Regions from separate parts of the Anas platyrhynchos genome. Here region 2 is linked to region 1. Evidence: chromatin contacts called from public Hi-C data. All regions are on one chromosome and are shown on one strand. The core of a region is the stretch at or near the end of the contact, and the rest is flanking DNA. Distances in the headings are between cores, read along the strand shown. Region 1 holds the start of ARL6IP4 (ARF like GTPase 6 interacting protein 4). Region 2 holds the start of PITPNM2 (phosphatidylinositol transfer protein membrane associated 2).

The links. A called contact is a pair of places that touch in the nucleus more often than the background predicts.
Region 2: a contact with region 1 is called in a Hi-C map of liver, with 3 times the contacts expected there. The contact joins the promoter of PITPNM2 here to the promoter of ARL6IP4 in region 1. A contact is called at or near these places in 3 of 8 Hi-C or Micro-C datasets (liver, skeletal muscle and subcutaneous adipose tissue).

Annotation. Positions count from the first base shown.
Region 1 is chr16:3,245,671-3,253,404 of IASCAAS_PekinDuck_T2T, forward strand. ARL6IP4 (ARF like GTPase 6 interacting protein 4) reads left to right here and starts at 3,923. Exons shown (of 6, transcript XR_011803767.1): 1 at 3,923-4,379; 2 at 5,188-5,517; 3 at 5,936-6,053; 4 at 6,962-7,031; 5 at 7,260-7,435. It overlaps OGFOD2 (2-oxoglutarate and iron dependent oxygenase domain containing 2), which reads left to right. Exons shown (of 6, transcript XM_027469741.3): 2 at 1-67; 3 at 807-906; 4 at 1,754-1,878; 5 at 2,359-2,616; 6 at 3,288-3,989. The coding sequence ends at 3,563.
Region 2 is chr16:3,385,396-3,393,129 of IASCAAS_PekinDuck_T2T, forward strand. It overlaps PITPNM2 (phosphatidylinositol transfer protein membrane associated 2), which reads right to left and starts at 2,980. Exons shown (of 26, transcript XM_072024363.1): 1 at 2,584-2,980. It overlaps MPHOSPH9 (M-phase phosphoprotein 9), which reads right to left. Exons shown (of 24, transcript XM_027469738.3): 22 at 7,526-7,734; 23 at 6,918-6,986; 24 at 4,924-6,279. The coding sequence ends at 6,178.

The DNA of each region.
Region 1 (7,734 bases), core at 2,673-5,172:
AGCAGAACGCAAAGCCATCATCGCCAGCCGTTACAAACGAAAACACCCCGAAGTGTACGTTCTTCAGGTAGACACTGGGTTTGAAATCTATTTTGAACCCAAGGAGCTGGCTGAGGGTTTGTTTTTGCAGTAGGGAGCCCTCTTGTCATTGGGATTGTGCGCAGTTCTAGAGCTGTGGCAGCCTGGCTCATTCTCCAGGCAGGATTCCGCCAGGTTTGTAGCCGGATGAGGGTCGTTCGTTGTTAAAGCTGCACCAGCACCCGGTACTCAGCTCAGAATACCATCAGTAATTTGGATCTGAAGCATCCCTGCGGCACACAGGGTTAGTGAAGGCTGAGGGACAGCTACAGCAATCGGCTTTTATGCCCATAACTCACAGAGAAGTTCCGAGTTGCTCTCAGCTGGAGGCTGGCAGCCGGCTGCCTGCCTGTGTGCACCCCTCCCTGAGTTGCTCTGTTGTGCTGAGGCCAGGACAAGATGTGAAATCCTTTAGGAATGACTTTGCATTTATCCGTTAGGTGTCCACGCTGTGAGTCAGGCTCTTTCCCATCATGTGAAGGATAAATCTGGTCGGTTATATTTAGAAATACTCACAGACTACAGGAAAACACAATTTACTAAACCACTAAAAACACCAGTATCGTTTTCTGCCACAAAAGTAACCCAAGTCTCACCATCAGCCTTGCTCCCTAGACTCTATAAAGTTTCTATGCCTTTGTGGAAGCCCGTTTCCCTCTGGGGCTGTAAAAGACAGTGCAAGCTAATTGTGTGTCTGTTTGTATTTGTCTTCCTTCCCTGGATGCCAGGATTCTTTCCTGGCCCCGGAATTTTTAGAAATCGTTAGCTACTGCACTTCACCAGATGCTCATCTCGATGGCCTCCTGCGCTACACCGAGTCCTTCTCAGGTAAAAAACAAAACAAAACAACCCATCATCGACAAAGAGCACCCGCGTGACGCTGAGCCTCAGCGATGACAGCTGTTTTCGAGCCCTGTCTTTAATAGCTCGGATTTGATATGCAGCCGAGACGAGCAGGATGTTATTTTCTGCCTGATGAGAGTCTCTGGAGAGGCAGTGTTGTGCAGCAGTTGTGCTCTGGATGAGATCCTGTGTTCTGCCTTTCCTGTCCCAGCCTGCTGATGTCTCAGCAGAGGCTCTCGCTGCAGCAGGGCTGGGGTTTTGGTTGTACTGTAACCTCACAGGGGAGCCCGCTGAAGGAATCCTGCTTGCTAGGAGGGCTTGGTTTTCCCTCCCCAGTGCTTTCCCATTTCAGACAATCCCCCTAGGTTAGTCTGAGCTGAAATATTCTCAGTCTGGCTTTCAGCCTTTTTAAAAGAGATCTGGGTTTTCAGCTTCCCTGGTGGCATTCGTGAAGCTCTCTTTGTACCAGAAATGCTGAGAAAAGCTGAAAAGTTGTCTCCTTTTCTCAAAACAGAGAAAAATGTGCGTGCAGAGCTCTGCTCTCCAGAGCTTCTCAGAGCATTTCCGTGGCACCTACAGCAGGCATTTAAATCGGTGCCAGGGCTCGTAACTGGCTGGAGAAGCCTGGAAGCAAGGGCCCAGCGTGCAAAATAACAAATCCATCCCAGAGCCAATCCTCAAGACCAGTGCCAATCCTCTGAGCAGCTGGAGCACGACGCGAAGCGTGTGGGTGCTGCGTTCTCACCAACATGAGCACAGTCTAGCTCGGCAGCACAACAGCCAAGCACACCCCTGCCTGTTATTTCCCCAGCTGTCTCCCTTCTCTTGGCAGATAAGAGGATCTATCGGCTGCCAGTGTTCACGGAGGAGTTCTGCCGAGCCTTTGTTGAGGAGCTGGAGAACTTTGAGCAGTCGGACATGCCGAAGGGCAGGCCCAACAGTATGAATAACTATGGGGTAGGACTCAGCAGCTCTCGTGCTTCTTTAGGGGGAGCGTTCACGAGCAGACTTTGTTTACCTTGTTTCAGGATCCTTTCCATTCCAAAATGTCTGTATTTGAGTACAGCTTTGTTTGGGTACAGCCTCCTTAAAGGCTGAGGGAATGTGAGTGACTTGTCTGGAGACAAAAGGACAGGGAAAGGCAGGGACAGGGTGTGGGAGCTGGTATCTCAGAGCAAAGAGTGCCTTGCTTTTAAACAACACGCCTCTAAATCAAGGCGTCTGGTTCTAAAGAACACTCAACTTTTGATCTTACTCTGTTCACCACCACTTTCCATCTGATCTTCTTTCCTCTCCCTGTAGCTGGAATCTTTGTTCTTTGGCTCTTTATCTGAGCAAGCAGCAGTGTTGGAAGAGAACAAGGCAGCTTAGTACTTGATGAAGCAGCAGAGAACCCAGCTGCCGGTCAGCTGCTCCCAGCTCCTCTCTCTGTGGCAGGTCTTGCTCAACGAGATAGGGATGGATGAAAACTTCATCACGCCCCTGCGGGAGAAATACCTGCGGCCCATAACGGCTCTGCTCTACCCCGACCTGGGGGGCGCCTGCCTGGACAGCCACAAGGCGTTCGTGGTCAAGTACGCGCTGCACGAAGACCTGGATCTCAGCTCCCACTATGACAACGCAGAGGTCACCTTAAACGTTTCGCTGGGGAAAGACTTCACAGAAGGTGGCTTGTACTTCGGGGATTTCCGGCAGGTACTGGGCACATTCCTTACCTGGAGCCTGCTTCTGTTCCCCTCTAATCCCAATTCCAAGGCATTGACTGTTCTAAACAGCAGTTGTTCACTTCTGACAGTCCAAAGCACTCTGTCCCTTCCCCTTTTTTTCAATGTAGTGGTTATACAGGAACCTTTTCTGCAAGGAACAAGATCTCCCTGCTCAAGCTAACTGCAGCCAATTCAAAGAGAGGAGAGAGCTGTGGTAGTAGAAGGCAGAGTGAGACAAACCAACCCATCTTCCCTTAAGGAAAAGGATGAGCAGGGAGGTGCTGAGTGACAGGGAAAGAAGTCATTTACTTCACATGAGACTTGCACCTAATTCTGTAGCCCCTATTCTCTAAGAATAGGGCTAATCCCCCTCTAAGAAGGGGATTCTTCACAGGAGAGGGGTTAAAAAAACCACCATACACTGGTGAAACTTTTTTTTGGACTGAAACTCTGTCTTTGAATTCCCTCTGGACCTGTCACTGCAAATGCCTTACCTGAAAGCAGTTGTACCAAAGTGCTGCCAAGCCACCAGTGGCTGTGTTTGAGGTACAGCTCATCCTTTCCCTGTTGCTTGTTGAAGAAATCAAAGTTTTAACTTGCTGGCCACTGTTCTTCAGGGACTTTCTGGTATAATGCTGTACCCACCTCCCTTTGTTCCAGGATCCCAGCCCCGTGCCCAGCTACATCGAGGTCGAACACGTGGGGACCCAGGGGCTGTTACACAGAGGAGGGCAGATCCACGGGGCGCTCCCCATCGCCTCGGGGGAGCGCTGGAACCTCATCGTCTGGATGAGAGCCTCGGCCATCCGCAACCGGCTCTGCCCCATGTGCAACCAGAAGCCCGAGCTGGTCGAAGCAGAGGGGTTCGGAGACGGCTTCACGGAAAGCGCTGAGGACGACGTGCCCGAGACTGTGGATCTCTGTTCGCTGTGGTAGCAGGTGCTAGGGCACCATTTCTCTGGACCAAGTTGCCTAAAGCTGTTTTCTGCCCTTTCGGGCTGCTCTGACAGACTCTGGTGGATGCGTGAGTTGTGTCAGAAGTCACTGGCACCTTGCTGGGGATGCAGAACCAGTCCTGCCGGGCTGGGGAAGCCGCCTGCGTCCCCTGCTGGTACTCAGCCAGGTGAGGGCTCACCCCCAGCGTGGTGGGGGGATGCTTGGAAGGTGTAGAAAGCCTTCAGGTGGAGTCACCGCAAGGGCTCTGGGAATATTTCAGGGGTACGGGAAAAATAACTGAAGCTGCTTGGCCTTTGTGGAGGCCTCTGTGCCAACAGCAGGGTTGCAAGGCTCTGTAAATGGGAAAGACCAGTGCAATAAAACCACATAACCCGCAGAAACAGTGCAATAAAACCCGAAATTTGCCACTTCTCTGCTATTGGCGGGCAGTCCTGGCCTCTCCCAGGAGAAAAGCTTTTGGGTTGCGGGGCAGCAGTGAGAGATCTGCCCCAAACCGAGATAAAAGCGGCTCAGAGCAGGCTGCTGGGAATGGCGTGGGGTTGTCACCACTGGAAATTTACCTAAAACAGGCTCAGAAAAACCCACCGGGAGCAGTACCGGGAGCTCTGATCCCCTGCGGCGGCCGAGGGGGTGCCTCGAGGGCTCCAGGAGCTCTTCGGAGCCATGGGCCCTGCCGAGCCCCGGAACCAAAGCGCGCGGTCCCGTTGCCAGCCGGCGCCGAGCGCTGCGGACCGGAAGTGAGGGGGGGACCGGGCCGGAGGAGCAGCGGCGGCGGCGGCGCGGCCCCGGCCCGCGGTGAGGCCGGGGGGCGCCGCGGGAGGGGAGGAGGGCGCATGCGCGCGGCGGCGGCACCGGGGGGGGGGCGGGGGGAGGGTGAAAGGGGCCTTAAAGGGGCAACGCTGCCGGGGCCCGGCTCTTAAAGGGGCCGCTCCCTTCTTAAAGGGGCCGCGCCCTGCAGGCTGCTGGCGGCCCCTGCTGTCTCCCGGGGGGGCGTCAGGGCGGTAATTAGCTGGGGATCCTCGTGCCCCTCATTAATTGGGGGCCCTCGGAGCAGCCCCGTCCCCCAGAGCTCCGGTGGCTGCCCAAGGACGAGGTGGTCCCAGCCCTGGCTGCGGCTGGGTTTGGGTAATTTTGGGGATCCCAAGGGCGCTGTCCCCGCAGGGCTGAGGCGCCATGGCCCGCAGCCAGCCGCGGAAGCGATCGCGGAGCAGGAGCCGGAGCAGGCAGCAGAGGAAGGAGAAGCGCAGGAAGAGCAGCAGGGAGCTGCACTCGAAGCCCGGCAGCAGCTCCCCGGGGAGGCGGCCCTCGGGGCCTCACAGGCACGGGTCGAGCTCAGCAGCCACCAAGGAAGGTAGGGAGAGGCCTGCGACCCAACGTTTTTAACGGGTTTTCTTGGGGCAGGTGGACAAAGGGGGCTTGGGTGGGAGAAAAGGATCCCTGCCTGTCACATCAGCGTGTGCTTTGTGCCCGTTTTGGTGGCAGCACCGAGGGGATTTGCCCTGGGGCTTTGTCTTCGTGCTGGGAGAGGAGGGCACCAGCAACGGGAATCCCTGCTGCTACAGGGCCACAGCTGCCCTGCTCACCCTCTTCTTATGCATTGCAGAAAAGAAGAAGGAAGGAAAGAGCAAAAAGAAGAGGAAGGCAAGCACATCGTCCTCTGAGACGTCTTCCTCCTCCAGCTCCTCCTCGTCTTCGTCTTCTTCCAGCTCCTCTTCCGATGACTCCAGTGACAGCGAGCCCAAAGCAAAGAAGAGTCAACACAGCAAAAAGAAGCGAGCGAAACACAAAGAGAAAAAGAAGAAGAAGAAAATAAAAAAGAAATCCAAAAAGAAGTCAAAAGAAAAACCTACGGAGGAGAGCACCAAGGCAGAAGTGGTGCCTGGCCCCTCACTGGAGCAGTGGCAGAAGGAGTCGCTGGTGGACTCCGGGCCAGGTAACGTTCACGTTTCCCTCTTGCTTAGCCAGGGAACACTGCAGTGGGGAAAAGCTCCTGCGCGTCCCCTTTGTGGGATCCACGCCGAGTGTTGTAGCAGAGCTGTGCACGGAGCAGTCCCTGACTCCTCCCTCCTGTTGCCTTTGAGCAACACTAAGTAGAAGTAAGGAGCTACATACATAGATTGGTGAGTTTTTAGCTCTAATTGTGGCTGTAAGGTGGAAAAAGAGACACCAAATTAAAGGACACAGCAGTACCAACCTGGCAGAGCTTTGGGGCCATCCAGCAGCCCTTCTTTGGTGTGGTTTGTCACTGACCCACAAGCACTGCAGGGATCTGGTGCTGTGTTCCTGACTGCTCATTGCAGGCACGCTGCGGTGCCGCTCGAGCACAGCTCTGACTAATGGACACCTTCCAGTCCTGACAGATGAACAGAAATCCCGCATCCAGGCTATGAAGCCAATGACGAAGGAGGAATGGGACGCGAGGCAGAGCGTCATACGGAGAGTCGTGGACCCTGAAACGGGGAGAACCAGGTACGGGCCCTCGGGGCAGAAAGGAGGCAGGATCTCCCTGTACAGGTGGTGAGGGGAGGAGGCTGTTCTGCTGTATGGGGCCATGTCCCCTTTATCCCCTTCAGCAGCAAAAGCCTGAGCTGAGGCCTTGCAGATCCCTCCTGTCAGCCCTGCAGATGGCACGTTGGGCACCCAAGGGTGACATTGTGCTGGGTTCCTACACAAGTGGCACTGGGCTGCCTCCCAGTGGAGAGCTGCAGGTGGCAGAGCTCCCTTTTATTTAATCCTTGTGGCTGGAGTGGTTCAGCTGTGTCCCATTAAATGGGGCCCTGCCCCTGCAAAAGCAAAAACCAGAGGGGGGTGGTGGTGCTTCCACACCCTCCCTGTTTCATGCTCCTGCCTTTCAGGGCTGAAATGTGCCCTCAGCACCTGGGGCTGAGTGGGCAGGGAGCGTGTTTTGCTTGAGGTTACAGACAATCAGCCTGAAGTTCGTTTAGCTGCCAACTAGAAATGACCCAGATTTTAATAAACTGCATCCTCCCAGCGAGCAGCAAACATCGTGCTGAAGAGAATTGGGCATGACAAGTCCGGTCTTAAAATAGAAGGCAGCCTGCGGGGCTTAGGGAGGTGTGGAGCTAAGGTCAGTTCCCCGGTAGGCACGTAATGAAGACAATTAAATTCCTGCTCGTGGTTGGAGGTGGGAGCTGCCTCTGACACTGCTGGAAATTTGTGCAGCTGAGATGCTCCGGGGCCTGGCTGCCTTTCAGGCCCAAACTGGCTCCCGTTTATGAGTGGCCCCTGTGTGCTTCGGGCATTCGGGAGCAGACCTGAATTCAGTGCATAAACAAATAAAATAAGGAAGGGGTTTTGCAGAGGCTGGGTCTGAAGCAGTAGCTGTCACAACTCATGGCCCTGTCCTTGTCTTCCAGGCTTATTAAGGGAGATGGAGAAGTTCTAGAAGAAATTGTCAGCAAGGAGAGACACAAAGAGATTAACAAGGTAACGGGGGGCTCGTCACCATCACTGACTGCTGGTGGGAGGGCTGGGGGGGCCACAGCTGAGGGGCTGCTGCACCCAGAGGCGTTGTTTTCGCCTCCTGGGACCTGAGTGGCTCCACTAGGGCAAAACCAAGCCCTGGCAGCCCTGCAGCGGCCCCAGCGGGTGGGTGCTGGTGGATTTTTGTCCTCGGGAAGGCCGTGCTCTGAGGGCCTGTCTCTCCCTTTCCAGCAAGCCACCCGGGGGGACGGGCTGGCCTTCCAGGTGCGGACGGGGATGCTGCAGTGAGAGCCTGGGCTCCAGCCGTGCCGGGGGCTGTTCTGCAGGCAGCAGCCTGGGTGTGATGAGCAGGACCCTGCAGGTGGCACCGCGTCAGGACGCTTCCCGGGGCACTTTCCACCCGCTCTGTAAGTTACTGACTGGGAAGAAGAGCACCTTTAATGGGTCGTCTCCCAGTAAACCCCTTTTCGAGAGGTCGTCTCCCCTCTCTCCTGGCTGTGATCAGTGTGGCTGTAATGCGCTTGGGTCCTGCTTGCCCTGGTGCCCCTTTTAAGGCCTGAGGAGCTCAGCAGCACCGAGAGGTGCTGACGCCCCTCAGCTTTGGGTTTTGGCTGGCAGGAGGCATGGCTGTGGCCAGAGCATGCACCAGGGCTACAACACTGGCAGCTGGCTGCCACGTCTTCCCTTCAGGGGCTGCTCTCGGTCC
Region 2 (7,734 bases), core at 1,730-4,229, 140 kb after region 1:
ACTGTTTCCTGAACACAGATGCAAGAAAAAGTTATATTAAGAAGATAAACAGCTGCTACTGTATGCTGTTTAAATGGCAACAAAAGCATCTAAGGGCCATAAAGGGAATAGTAAGGGAATTAAAACGCATTTTTATGCATGAAGATGGCTAACATCCGTACATTCATTAAAGTGGTATCAACCATGCTTTTAATTAAAAGTTAGTGACAGAAACTTAAATATGATTAATGAAATCTAACAGCCTACCAGAAGCCTGCTCTATCAAAAGCAAGAAGCACAACAAGCGGCGTTTTCAGCCCTTGCTCATTTCCCATCCCTCTCGGAGATGCTGCCACAAGCAGAACACATCACAAGGACGACAAAGCAGCATTCCTGTGAAAAAAAGCAAGCTAGGACAAGTCTGCAACCACGCTTTCGTGCTTGGTCATTCCTAATTTTGTGTATCCCAGGGAGGCGTTTCAGGTAGCGAGCAGCCCAGGGCCAAGCCAAGGAGCTGGTGACCTGTCAGAATAGGCAGCTACGCAGCCCTCTCTCGAACGTCTCAGGCACGAGGTCTGCAAAGGACAGGAAAGGCTGTCCTACAAACACCAGCCTCCTACTCAACAGTGGAAAAAATCACTCAGAAGCCAGCGCTGAACTCTGTAACACAGGCAGACTTCTTGTGTTACTCGGGGGCACAACACAGTCACGACAAAAATAAACTACACGATAAAAATACAGCGCAAGCAAAAAGACAAGGCATGGGGAGGGAATCAGTACGCCAAAAGGAGCCCTACAAACTATGTATGTTTCAACACGAGACCAAACCACTGCCCATTTAAGTCACAATACCTGTGAAAGCTGAGCTGTGACCACTGTCCTACTGAACTCCTGTCCCATGCAGAGCCAAGCATTTGCAGATTACGTCTTCAAAAGACTTAAGATGTTTTTTGGCACCACATTATCTACTTTGCTGCTTCCAGAGCATATAGAAGATGGAAGTTCTTACTTCAGAGCGGTTATTAGCAGAGGAAGAAGTTGTTTTTGTGTGGTTTTTCTTTTTAAGTGCACAATTTGAATAAACTTTGTCTCAACCACAGCATTTCAACATAAAGCGTTGATCGGACTGCGTTGCGTGGCTGACTGCACAGGGCACTGCTCTGCACCAGGAGATGGGCTCCTCTCCTCGCTCCTGGCTCTGCCCACGATGCTGCAGCCCAGCACGCACCTCGGCACGCTCCTCCGTGCTTCTGCTTCTTCAGTGAAGCAAGAGGGGTTGGGGAGGTGAAGGAAGTGACATTAACCCTCCTGCAGCTGGGCAGGGAGTGAGAACTGCTCATGCTGTAGCCTGCTGGCACGGGGCAGCAACAAATGCTCCAGAACCAAGCCCAGGGTTGTTCAGGGGCACCAACACCGGGCCCTTTTTGTCAGGTTGAGCCCTTTTTATCAGGTGGAGAGGCACCAAGGGACCACCAGGCCCAGCAGCCTCCCAGCAGAGAGCTCCCTTCTTGCAGCCCATCATCTGGCTACAGAACAGCACCGCTGCTTGTTCTGAGGGGAAAACCTCTCCCTCCCACCCTCTCTGGTGCAGACACTGCCTCAGGAGCCTGCCCGATGTCCCCAGCAGTTCACTGACCATCAGGGGTCTCTAAGGCCCAAAAACCCATGAGGATTTTTGCGGGCTCTACCTCAAAGGTGTTCCTCCTGCAAGGCTGCTGCAGGTCTGGCCCCTGCTCTCCTGAGGCAGACCCCACAAGCAGAGGCCGGCATGGGCAGCGCCTTCACCCTCTCCTCATCACAAAACTGGGAGGTTGTGGGGCTGCCACCACCCTGCCCCTACTCCACGATACCTGGTAACTAAATTCAGGTAAATTCAATCCCTGGGGAAGTGCTAATTGGGAAGCCAGGATGAGGAGGGCCATGGCCGGAGCGAAGCACCTCACCGGGCGTGCTATGGCCTCGTGCCTGGCGTGCTCGAGGGCTGCCCTGACACAGCGCTGAGGGTGCCCCTCAGCTGAACGTGGCAGGGGGATGGTGGCTGGGGGCTGAGGAGAAGGGAGGCTCCAGCACTGAGGGGAAGGCTGGGGCACAACCCAACCGCCCTGATGTGCCAGAGACCGCGTCCAAGCAAGGTTACGCTCGCTTATCAATTTCACGTGAAACAACCCACAGCCGAGGCACGGCGCTGCTATGGCTGCAGCGCCAGGCGCATCCCTCCCCTCTCCTTTATCCCAATATTGGGGAAACTTTCCCCACCCAAGCATCCCGCTGACCGCAGGAGGCGACCGAGGCGGCCCATCCCTGCCCATCCCCGGCCCCAAGACCCCGCGGCACCCCCGGGAGCCCCCGGCCGGGCACCCCGCGGCCCGCAGGGGCCGTTCCTCCACCGGCCGCCTCAGCCCCACCGAGGCCCCGGGGAGGAGCCGAACCCAACCCAGCCACCCCAGCCCCTGGTGGAGGGGGGGAAGAGGCTGCAGCCACCCCCTTGGGGCCCGGCCTTTCCCTCCTCACCCTCCCTTCTCTTCCAGCACCCCCCCTCCCGCAGCGAGGCACGGCCCCGCTGCCCGCCAGGTGCCGGTGCCCCCACCCCGGTCCCTCACGCACCGGCTGCTCCCGGCCGCGGTTCTCGCTGCGGCTCGGCGGCTGCCTACGGGTCTCTGCGTGCCGACATGCCGGAGCTCCGCTGGCATAATCCCCCCCCACACACACACGGCGAGGGTGGGCCGGGAGCAAGCAGCAGCAGCGGCGGCGGCGGCTTCTGGCTCGGCTCTGCTCGTTCCCTCACCCGCCGTGGAGCTGGCGAGGGGGGGAAGAGAGGCGGGCGGGCTCGGTGCTGCGGGGCGGGGAAAAAAGGCGAAAAGCCTCAGCACCCCCCCCCCAGCCCCTGCACCCTTGCTCCTGCCGCACGGTTTGCTTCTTCTTCTCCCCAGCCCCAGCCGTGCCCACCCGCCGCGGGGAGCCGCCACTTCCTTCGGCGGGCCGGAGCTCCCGCACGGCGGGCGGCTGGGGGGGAGGCGCCGCCTGCTGGCCGCGGGGAGCCCCGAGCCGCCGGGGCTGGGAGGGAGGGGGGGGGACACCAAGGAACGCGGCCCTTAGGGCTGGGGGTTACACCTGGGGTATCGGGCCCTTCAAAAGCCGGAGGGAAAAATCACGGTTTTGACAATGTCTCGCGTTCGGAAATCTCGGAGTAAACGGCAGCAAAAAGGGGGTGGTTTAACTTTGAAGGTGTTGTCACCCGTCTGATTTTTTTAAGGGTGCATCGCTTCTCCCTGCTGCAGGTGTAAGGTATTATCAGTAACCAGTCTGTTGGTCAGCACTGGGTAATTCCGAACTCATCAGCCTCAGCTGCCGTCAGCTTCGTGCTTTGGGCTCAGCCTCGAGGACTTGCACACATCTCACCAGGACCTGCTCCCAGGGCTGCTCCATCTCGGGTCCCATCCCTGGAGGGTACCCGTGCTCCTGGATGCCCAACATATTGGCTTTACTCTCTTTTGTAAGGACTACCTGCATTGCCACTGTAAATTCTAATCAATTTTTTATTTACTAAGAGATAAAGTTCCCAGTGGAAGGCAGATCGTAACTAAAGTTATCAATGGTACAGAGACTTTTTTTTTTTTTTTAATAAATGTTTTCTATAGAAGGGGACAAATAAGAGACTTTTCCAAGAGTTAAATCTCAATAAACGTTACTATTCCTGCAACACTCATCGCAGAGAAACTATGCATGGGAGGGGCTTGCAAGGTCAGTCTGAGAAAAGCTGAAGATCTGAGCAAAACCTAGTAGGGTCAAAAAGGTGATGAACATCTACAGAGCTGAGAGGTGCCAGATGGAAGAATGCAAGAGGAAGACAAAGTCCTGCTCAGAAGAAGCCTAAGTTTCTGCTTCTCTAGGCCTTAATTGTCCCCAGGTATGGAAAGAGACAATACGGTTGTGTTCAGGCAAAGAATTTTGAAAGCTCTTGAAATTTAAAAATTTAAAAAGACATTATCCAGAAGAGTGCACAGCAAGTGCAGTCATTTTCCAAACGTGCCCCACTTTTTTTTTTTTTTTTTTTTTTACTTTTTTTTTTTTTCTTTGTGATGCTTCAGGTCTGATTTTCAGAAGCACTAAGCATTCAGGCCTCCCACTGATTTAATCTGGAACTGCAGATTCTCTGCCCCTCTGAAGAATCAGGCTGAAGGCACCATACTGAAACAGGTCACCCTAAGCCAGACATTTATTTGAAAAGGTTGTCCTAGAAGTTTACGAAGAGCAACACTTAGATATTATTTTTTCCCTTCAGTGTTATAATAGAACAGAAATAGCCTAAAGAGCTCCAACAGATGGAGGAGGACTTTTGATTAAAAAATAAATTCTGACTCACACTTCAGTTTTCTGGATGTAATAAAAAAGTACATGAATATGAATAGCACTGGAGAGAATGGAGTGAAAGTAAAGGGAGGTTATAAGGAAAGGCACGGAAAGAGCTGAACCGATTTACCTGCTTGTTTCAAATGCTTGTCAGGAAAGTTCTGTTTGTTTTTGCTGATGAAAGAACAAGACCATTAATGGACCCACAGTAAGTTTTCTAGTGATGGGTTCCTTGTGAAAAATGCTACTTTTGAAGGATACTTCTAAATTCTGCCTGTTAATAATTTAAGATGATGGAAAAAATAACTTGTTCAGCTAAATACTGGAGTTGCACTGGGAAGTCAATGTTCTTTTTTTTTTTTTTTTTTTTTTCCCCCTCAACCCCTCTTTTGAGGGAAAATGTTAATTAAGAATATGAAATACCATGAAAATTCTGAGTCTATTGGTGTAGCCAGGAAGTATATGCAAGCAAGTCATCTCCAAGCATTCAGGCCCAATTTCAACATTTTAGAGTAAAAGGGAAAATGAGTAATTAGCATCCTTGACTTCTCACCAATTCTCATCTTATATTAAAAGCAACCCACATGGCAGAAGTGGAGGCAAAAAACACTTTATATAAAAAAAATAAAAAGACTGTGCATGGGTAGGACAGTTCTTCATTAAATATCTTAAAACAAAAGCGCTCTAATTTTAGAAACAGACCTTCACAAGCTTCCTTTATGACAGCTATTCTGGCCTTTCCACTGCAAAATAATCACATAATTGGTGGCTAAACATCTTGAACAAGGACAGAATTTGAAACACACAATATGATTAAAACCTACATTATCGCTGATGTAATATCCCAGAACCTATTATTGTTCTTGGGCTAGAGGAAAGAATCTAATTAAACATTTATTTAATATTAAAATGCAAACTAAAATATCAATGTTGAACAGTAATTCAACAACATGCCAGCTAGCAAATACATATTTTTCACCAAGAAAAATGCATGTATGGTCACAAAAATAGCTTGGATTTCATTTGGAAATGCGTGCTTATAACTGCGGTCAGAACACTGGCATGGCACAAAACCCCAAACTAGCATTTTAAAACAGGAGCTGCAGTTGGGTAGTTACACGTCCTGCGGTGTCGGCTGGAGTTGAGCTGCTTGGTGGGAGGCAAGCTGGCCACTGTCAGTCTCACGAATTCTGGTCCTCATGATATCAAAGAATTACTCCCTGAACTGTTGGGAGACACCAAATAATTTAGAGCAGTATTTTACAAAGGTAGCCAGAGGCGGCCAAACCAGCAAAACATATACCAATTTGCAGTCAGCCAGCCATAATGTAAGTATTCCTCACAGTTGTTTGTCACAATGAAAAATATCCAAGTTGTAAGACTTAAAAGAAAAGGATTTACCATATAGCAGCAGTTATAACACTGGTAATTCATGTTGCCTTTTGTATGAAAATTCAAAATTTACTATTAGCTATATTTACAACGTAGCATAGATATTTATAAAATGGTGAGGAAAATGAAGTGCAAAAAAGATAACACGGTCATTTTCCAAAAACAAGCTGCCTTTTAGTTTCTTCTTATTATACATTGAATATCATTATTTAAAAATAATTAATATTTCTAAAAATATTACAATACAGGATAAACATCAATTTCTCAACAGTAACAAAAATATGTTTAAAATATAGGTGGCTGTTTGAAGTACAAAATATTGCTGTGTGTAAAGGGTAACATAGTTGTAAAACTACTATTTAGGGTTTATAAAAATACAAAACAATTCTGCATTTACTGAGTGCATAATTACATATTAGTGCAAAAAAAAGCTTATTTGAATTCAAGAGTGAATTGTCAAAGATTTGCAGAGGTACGTAAAACATGAAATCTTTTCAGAGTCATGCGTATTGATCCCAAATCCCTGTTAATCCTTTCCAAGCGATCTTCCAGGGCTTCCTAGCAGTTAAAGAAAAAGAAAGGGGGAAAAAAAAGGATTTAATAACATACAACAAAATCCAGTGATCCTTCTAAAATTAACATGCTACTGTTATTCCTTTAGTATCTAGTAGTATTTTTAGTATCCTTTCTGATATTTTGCTATCATATTCTGTTAGCATCTAAAAACTAGAGCCAGACCTATAGATTTCTCATATTATTTTTTAATGTGTGTGTGTGTGTATTTGTGGGTTGTTGACTTTTTTTTCCTCCTGCTCCCATTACTTTTTTTTTTTTTGGCTTTGGCATTCGGAGTCACACCAATAAAAATACATAAACATATAACTACTATTTTTTGAATTATTGTCATAAATCACACTAACTTATACCTTTTACAAGATAATTCAGAGTGAATTTATGATTAAATTGAGGTAAATTCCCCATTATCTTTTAATGCTTCAAAGGCTAGAGACGTTTTAAACAGATTTGCAATTCAGCCATATTCAGGAACAACTCTCAGTGGAAAGGTAAAATTCCCATAGTAATTGCAGTAATTGCACTTATATCAATTTCAAAATTTGAACTTTCATCTAAACTATGTGTCCTCAAATTGTGGAAGAGCAACTGAAGAGAACAGTTGTAGGTAAAAGTTTTTGCACCTGATTTAATCTTGCTTGCAAAGTCATTCTTCCAGCAGAACAAGGAATTCGACTCAATGCAGCCTCAATCTAATAACAGAAAATATTTCAGATGTAAATTAGAGCCTCAAGAGCCAATATAAGCCTTCCTAATTAATCTTACAGAGAGGTGAGCTACATAAGCCACAGACACATGTCCAATGTTGTTCTTAAACAACAACTTATGTTACCATAACACAATGCCACACCAAACTAATATAAAAGTTAATCGTAGAAGTAGACACTCAAGGAACATTTTGAAGAGAACACTCTTAGTTGCCAAAATAACCTTCCTGGTTTGAAAGGCTGAGTTAAGCTACTGTCCATTAAAGAAGAAAGTAAATTTACTCCAACCCTTCCATCCACTCTGTGTTCAAGTTAAAATTACTCTCCTTTAACAAAGTTGGGAACAGTAAAGGACTATAGTGTCAGAAGCAGAGCAGGGAATGATAATGGCACGTTCCCACATTAACGATGGAAATTATGCATGAACTTCAGCCATGCATGGGGTAGGTAATACAGCTATACCCCTCACCTCTCATACAATAACTATGTTTAGTCACAATTTTAAAATAAAAAATCATCTTTGCCTGTTGCTTTTCTTGAGTCAGCTCATCAAAAAGCCTCTCTGTTTCAGCCAGAGTCTTCATCCTCGGTGCATACTTGAAGTCTCCCTCACAAGGTGACAGCAATGGCTCATAGTTCTGTGCTACGCTCCTCTCATCCCATGCTGTTGCCTTCTTCACTCCAGGATTGACAGATTCAGCACAAGAGCTATGTCGGACACCTGAATGCTGCC